Linked DNA regions of Gossypium arboreum: region 2 is linked to region 1. Evidence: chromatin contacts called from public Hi-C data. All regions are on one chromosome and are shown on one strand. Each heading gives the region's core, a stretch centred on a gene start, on an enhancer-like site or on the middle of the called end of the contact. The rest is flanking DNA. Distances are from core to core; before and after follow the strand shown.

The links. A called contact is a pair of places that touch in the nucleus more often than the background predicts.
Region 2: a Hi-C map of leaf shows a contact between it and region 1, with 2.7 times the contacts expected there. The contact joins the promoter of LOC108489880 here to the promoter of LOC108480191 in region 1. A contact is called at or near these places in 2 of 5 Hi-C or Micro-C datasets (both in leaf).

Annotation. Positions count from the first base shown.
Region 1 is chr3:76,902,263-76,905,957 of ASM2569848v2, forward strand. LOC108480191 (A-agglutinin anchorage subunit) reads right to left here and starts at 1,695. Exons shown (of 5, transcript XM_017783095.2): 1 at 1,099-1,695; 2 at 783-864; 3 at 1-24. The coding sequence starts at 1,291.
Region 2 is chr3:77,096,931-77,100,418 of ASM2569848v2, forward strand. It overlaps LOC108489880 (DNA replication licensing factor MCM2-like), which reads left to right and starts at 1,599. Exons shown (of 17, transcript XM_017794598.2): 1 at 1,599-2,129; 2 at 2,239-2,417; 3 at 2,489-2,678; 4 at 2,804-3,023; 5 at 3,118-3,325. The coding sequence starts at 1,616.

The DNA.
Region 1 (3,695 bases), core at 445-2,944:
GGAGTTCCAGGAGGAGTTAGAAGCCTAATAATGGAAAAGTAGTTAATATTATAAACTGAGAGAGACAAGGATTTCCAAACTGAGTCTAAATTCAAGTCTCAATTAAGCGAGCAAGGTAATATATTACCCAGAAATGGTTGTCAAATCGGTTATTTGATCACTAAAGCAATCAAATTTTACCTCTCAAAGCTTAGGGCAAAAAGTTTCACCCAGAATTTTGTTCACTTGAGTAACTCAACAACTCAACGTTATAGCATAACATTATTATAAACAATACCAGAGATTGCTATCTTCTCAACCATTTTCGAATTGGTACACACGAAACCAATCAAGGTGCATTCGTGATCCAATTCAGTAAAATTATTAAATAAAACAAACAATTCACAAACTTCAGAATTTATTTATTTAAAATTGTGTTCATATGAACAAAAAATGTAGTCTCAAAAAAAAAAAATTCACATTCCAATAAAATTGAAACAGCGAAATGAGTTTTAGTTTTAGTTGACAGATCTGGATTCCAGTTAACATTGACTTGAAACAATTGAAAAAGTGAAGATTCACAAGAAGAAAAGGTTCGTTCATTTAGATGGTTGTCTTTTCCATTCAAAGATTTTCCATATATATGAAAAAAGCTTTAAAAAATTTTGAACATTGGATTATGGAAAGAAACCAGATCCGAAAGAGAAAATGATGCAAATGATTAGTTTAATTAAATTTGGAAATGAGAGAGATGCGATTTACCAGTAATCTATTATTATAGTAATAAAATAGCAATGATTTACCAGTCATAATCATGCTTTCCTCCATCTGTAGAAGAAAGTAGATCATCTGATCCATGTGATGTTCTTCCCTGTTTTACTGACACTACAAAATCAAAATCAAAATCAAAACTTATTTTAGCTATCATTCCCCTAAAAACGACTATATTTGCATCCAAAACCATCAGTCATTTTCTTAATTTATGGGAGAAAGAAAAATAGAAATGGAAAAGAATAGAGACGAAGCTTAGCTAACTGCTCCCTTTGAAATTGACAAACTAATCTGAAAATAATAGCATCAAAGTAAGAAAAGGAACCGCAGAAGAGGAGAAGTTTGTACCATCGGAGGAGGCGACGGAGAGGCTGCGGCGACTCTTTGAGAAAAGATCCAAATTCTCTTCTGAATCCCTGGGGAACAATCCAGCGTTAAAAATTTTTCCACGGCGGTGATGAAGGGAGGCCGCCGGAATGTTATTACTGTTATTCCTCCCGCCGCCGCTCACCAGCGATTCCCTTAGGTTCCTATTCATCATCTTAATTGGTTGCTGATGCTCCCTGCCTCATCGCTCTTTCTTTCTTGCTTGGTTGCTTAAGTTTTTATTTTCTTCCTGTGTGAGGTAAAATGGCAGCTTTGTTTTCTCAGAGAGGTTGAGACAGCTTGATATGTACCTCAAAAGATAAAATGCAATGCAATGCTACTTCTGCCATTACGAAATGCAAAGCAAAAAACAGTTGGTCACCGGGCTGTCACTTTATCTGCCCTTTTATTATATTTTTCTTTATAATATTAATGAAGTGGTATGTGGGGGAGTGAAGTGGTGTTCAGATCTGTTCTGCTCACTGCTAAATCCTTCCTTCGTAGCTTTAAAATCAGATCTGTGCTTTTGTTTACGGAGACAGGCAACACAGCTTTTCTTTTCTTAAATAAACTAATATTTTTTTGTAATAATTAATTTATAATGCTAATATTTTATCTCTCCTCACCATTGTTATTTGTACCTTAAATTTATGTTTTTTTTTAAAAATATTTTTATTATAAGTGTCCATTCAAATATTTCTAAATCTTGGGGAATAAATACTAATTTTTAAAAATAAAGGTAATCAAGACATTTAAAATTATTAATATAAAAATTAAATATTACTAATGGTAAAATTAGGGGTACACAAAATTTTAAAATTATGACTTCAAATAATATGTATTTTTCTTATTTGGATGTAAGAAACCAAAATACTATATTTTATAATTGAATCTCGGTTAATATTGATTTTAATTTAATTTTTATAAACAAAATATCTATGCACTCTTAAAAATTCTTAATTAAACTATCAAGTAAACCGTTCATTATTTAAAAAAAAAAGAAGAAAAGTAACAACCATCTACTCCATTACTATTAAAATATAAAATTTATATGAAATATTAAATTTCATGAGTATGATAAATATTAATATAATTAAATTAAGAAATTTAATTTTTTACATTGACATTAGTGCAAATATTTAAATTTATAAAAATATTAGTAGAAGAAACAATCTAAATTTTATTTGAACCAATAGAGAGTTATTTCACTTTATTTATCACAAAAATGATATTAAATTATGTTTTTCACCAAAATTAGAAATAGAATGAATAAAAAAATTATTTTCATATTTAAGCTCGATTGATTTGATTTTATAAGTTAATCCATTACCAATTATATTAGGAAATTACTAAAATGTTCTTTAACATTTTAAATGAGTTATATTATTAGAAAATATTTTAATTTTAAAAAATTAATAAAAATATGCACATAGAAAAATTTAAACTACGTCAATTAAATTGATAAAACTTTAAATGTATCACTAAATTAAAATTTTATTTTAATAATTTTATTTTATTATGCATAATACCTCCTTTAATTGCATATCTATATTATTTCAATATAATACATATTTTACGTATTATTAATTAATTTTAAATTATATATTTTATTATTTATTGTATATTATTTTAAATTATATTTATGTTTTAAATAGGTGATAAATTTTTAATAGTGATGTACTTGAAATTTTGGTCCCAAACTAGCCCTTTAAAGAAAAATGACTTTTTTTTAATGAATCAAATGTGTTAATTTAACGTCAACAAAAATTTAGAAAAGTAGATGAATGATTGATTTACGAAAGGCTACGTGCTAACTCCTCCCACCATATTCAATAAAAGACCCAACTACATTATTTATGCTTATATTTTAATTTTTAATTATTATTTTGTTATAAAAGTAGTGTCACAAACGAAATTGTTTTTTCTTAAAACAGTTGGAACTTCTTCTTTTTTTTCCAACAATTTTGGAATTTTCTCTTCCTTTTTCCGTTTTTGAAAACAAATACATGTTTTCTTTTTCTTGTTTTCAGAAAAATTTAAAACGACACCAAATAACCCTTTAATTATATATATATATATTTCAGTAAATTAAAAAAAAGTAGATTAATTATAATTTTATTAAAGTATTAGGCAGTCATAACTTCGTCTAAAACATGACATTGCTTTAATTTAATTTTGTACCCACAATAACTCAAAATTAAATTAGTGATAGATGAGATGTTACTTTCATTGAACAAAGCACTATTTAAATTCCACTTTTTCAAATTATAATTTCTTTTAAAGATTTGTTAAATGTTGAATTATCCTCAAAATCTTATGAATTATTGTTAGAGTTTAGGTAAAAAATATTAAGTTTAAAAATCAAGTTTAGATAAAAGAATGAAACTTATATAATGATACAACAAGGGAGGAGTATGGAGAAAAGTGTGGTGATGATAATGGTTGTTGATTCATTTAGTTGGGGCAGAGAGTTGGGAATTACAAAGAGTGTAGGTGGAGAGAGCTTGGAGGTTAAGTGCTGGAAGTAAGTTACTGACCATGCCTCAGCGTACGTACACTGAGTAAAGAAAATTGCAAGC
Region 2 (3,488 bases), core at 349-2,848, 190 kb after region 1:
TACTATGAAAACTATTAAAAACATAAATTACTACTTTAATTGTAAAACATAAATTTGTACTAAAATGACTTGATTTAGCTATTAAACAAGTTAAAATTATGTGAAAAGATATATGAATAACAATATAAATCATGGCAGATCAATTGTTTATCAATAAGGGAAGTAATTAATGCCGATTGTGTAGATTATCGAAAGGGTAAGAAGAGATTAGACTACTAGGCGATCGCCGATAACTATAACCAATTTATTAAATAATATTGAAATTTATCTTTGCATCAATTATCAAACCCAAGAATCAAACGAAGAATTTACTTTGACTATAATTTCATCTCATCTCATCAATTTTTTTCCAAAATTTTAATTATTAATTTATTTTCTTTTATTAATTTCTTAATTTACAATTTTACGTTTTATTTAAACAAAACTCTCGTTCTCCTTTAATTTATTTGTTTTAGTTGAAGGAATACAATTTCTATCAACCTTTGTGGATTCGACCATACTTTTCCCTTCTACTAATTGTTCATTTTCAAGTAGGTTTTATTTTTTACGGCTTCAACAATCGTACATCTAAAAATATCAATATTTTAATATTTCTTATTTCTTATTTATTATTTTGAATTATTAAATAAGTTAATATATTTTAAATATATTTAAAAATTCAATTAATGAATTAAAAATTAATTACAATAATTAAAATATATTATTTAAAAGTTAATTAAAAAGTTTAAGTGGACGTAGAATTAAAAAACTAATTATTATAAAACTCATATATAATAAATAAATAAAATCATACGTTACTTGAGAAAATTTTGAAATTTTGAAAATTTTGATTTATTATTATTATTATTATTATTATTATTATTTGTTTTGGTTTAACGGAAATATAGATTAAAATTATCACAAAGATCACCTAATGAAACCTAAAAATATGTGGTAATGAGATTTATTTTTATATTGATATTGTATCATATTATCAAGGTTTAATGATAAATTTAGCTACTAATGTTCATACATTTTGTCAAAATGACTTTAATTGAATTTTTAATTTTTTTATCATCAATCTTTTTTAAACTATTTTTCTAATAGATTTGACAAAAGTATCCTTAAAAACTAATATGGATAATGTGGAATATTTTTAATATTATAATTACAAACGTATGCATTCATTTTACAATATTTTTTCGATAATTATGTTTATTTCCTTTAAATTAAAAGTTATTATTTAACTTCATAAATTATTTATTTTATTATTTTTACATGTAATTATTTTATTAGATTATCTAAATAATAAATTACATCTAAATAAAAATATTTGACATATAAAATTTCATATCATCTGTTAACTTTTTAATGGTATTTTCATCAAATCATTAAAAATAATTTAAAAGAATAAAATTGATGGCAAAAAAAAGACTTAACAATATAATTAATATAATTAATATAATTTTGCCAAAACATATAAACATTATCATTAAGCCTATTATGAATTCAAATTAATTTTGTAAAATAGAATAATAATATTAATCTAAAAAAAAAACATGGGAACCGAACCTAAGCCCAGCAAACTGAGAAATAAAAAGAAAAATAAAAATGGATACGACAAGTATTAAATGACATGTACACCATTTTGCCGCCAAAACTTCGCGCCAAAAAGAAGGGTTTTATCGTTTATTTGTGCGCCTTAAGAGATGGCCTTCCGTTCTTGATACGATTGAGCGGGCAAAGAGAATCCATAAGAATGGCTGGAGAAGATTCCGGAAATCCGGTTCCGTCGACGCCAGAATCGCCGACATCTGCAGGGTTTAACACGGATCAGTTGCCCCATGACAGCAGCCACTCATCGGACGAGGAAGAGGCGGCGGTGGAACCTGAGGTAATAAGAGACGAGCCGGATGAGGTGGGCGAAGAGGAAGACGATGGGGAAGATCTCTACAATGATAAGTTCATGGATGATTACAGGGAGATGGGTGCGCAGGACAAGTACGAATCAGTGGGGTTGGATGAATCGATGGAGGATGAGAGAGATTTGGATCAGATCATGCAGGATCGCAGGGCTGCCGAGTTGGAGCTTGATGCCCGTGATGCTCGCATCCCCAACCGCAAGCTCCCTCAGCTTCTCCATGATCAGGGTCGGTAGAGTGCTCCATGGCTTCCCATTTTTTTTTCTCTATCTGGTCCATATTTTTTTTCTGTTGTATACGAAGTGGTTAATATACGGGGTTGAAATGATGACCGCAGACACAGATGATGACAATTATAGGCCTTCTAAGCGACAGAGGGCTGATTTAAGGCCTCCGTCTGCCTCAAGAAGCTATGACGACACTGATGGCTTGCGGAGTTCACCAGGAAGGTCACAGCAAGGCCACTCAGGGGACGATGTTCCTATGACTGATCGAACCGATGATTACCCTTACGAGGTTCAGACCTCTCCTCAGCTTCAATAATGTTGGCATTTCAAATGGCATCTAACTTTCCTCGTTGTATTCAGGATGAAGGTGATGATCAAGGTGACTTTGAGATGTACCGTGTCCAAGGAACATTGAGAGAGTGGGTTACTAGAGATGAAGTGCGTCGCTTCATATTCAAAAAGTTCAGGGATTTCATACTTGCATATGTGAACCCAAAAAATGGACATGGGGACGTAGAATATGTACGCCTCATAAATGAGGTGGTGTCAGGTAAAGCATCTATTCATCCTTAACCTGTAGTTTCTGAAAACTAACTGCACAAACAAAATATTTGATCAATATTAAAAGCGACAAATTGATATGCTGTATGCGCTATTCATTGTTCCATTTTGCAGCCAACAAGTGCAGCTTGGAGATTGATTACAAGCAGTTCATTTCCGTTCATCCTAATATCGCAATCTGGCTGGCTGATGCCCCTCAATCTGTCCTAGAAGTTATGGAAGATGTTGCCCAAAGGGTGGTCTTTGATTTGCATCCAAACTACAAAAAAATCCACCAGAAGATATATATCCGCATTACAAACCTTCCAATTTATGATCAAATTCGTGATATTAGGTAATGTAGAATGTTCTTCTTTTCTTATATCACAATTTGACAATTTTATTTTGCTATTTTTTCAGTTTTTTACTTCTCATTTTGTCGTTTCTAGGCAAATCCATTTGAACACCATGGTTCGTATTGGGGGTGTTGTGACTAGACGATCTGGGGTCTTTCCCCAATTGCAACAGGTAAAATATGATTGCAACAAGTGCGGATCAATTTTGGGACCGTTCTTTCAAAATTCATATTCAGAGGTTAAGGTTGGGTCTTGTCCCGAATGCCAATCGAAGGGCCCATTCACTGTCAACATTGAGCAGGTAAATTTTTGCTCCCTTCCGGTGCACCTGTAGTTACTTCTGTATGTTTTTCTATACAATAAAGGATTATAAGCTGGATAATGTTTTTGAGCTTCTGTTTCTTATTAAGAATCAAAACAGCTCCTGCTGAACTGCAAATAAGTTTGGATTAATCTTAGCTGCG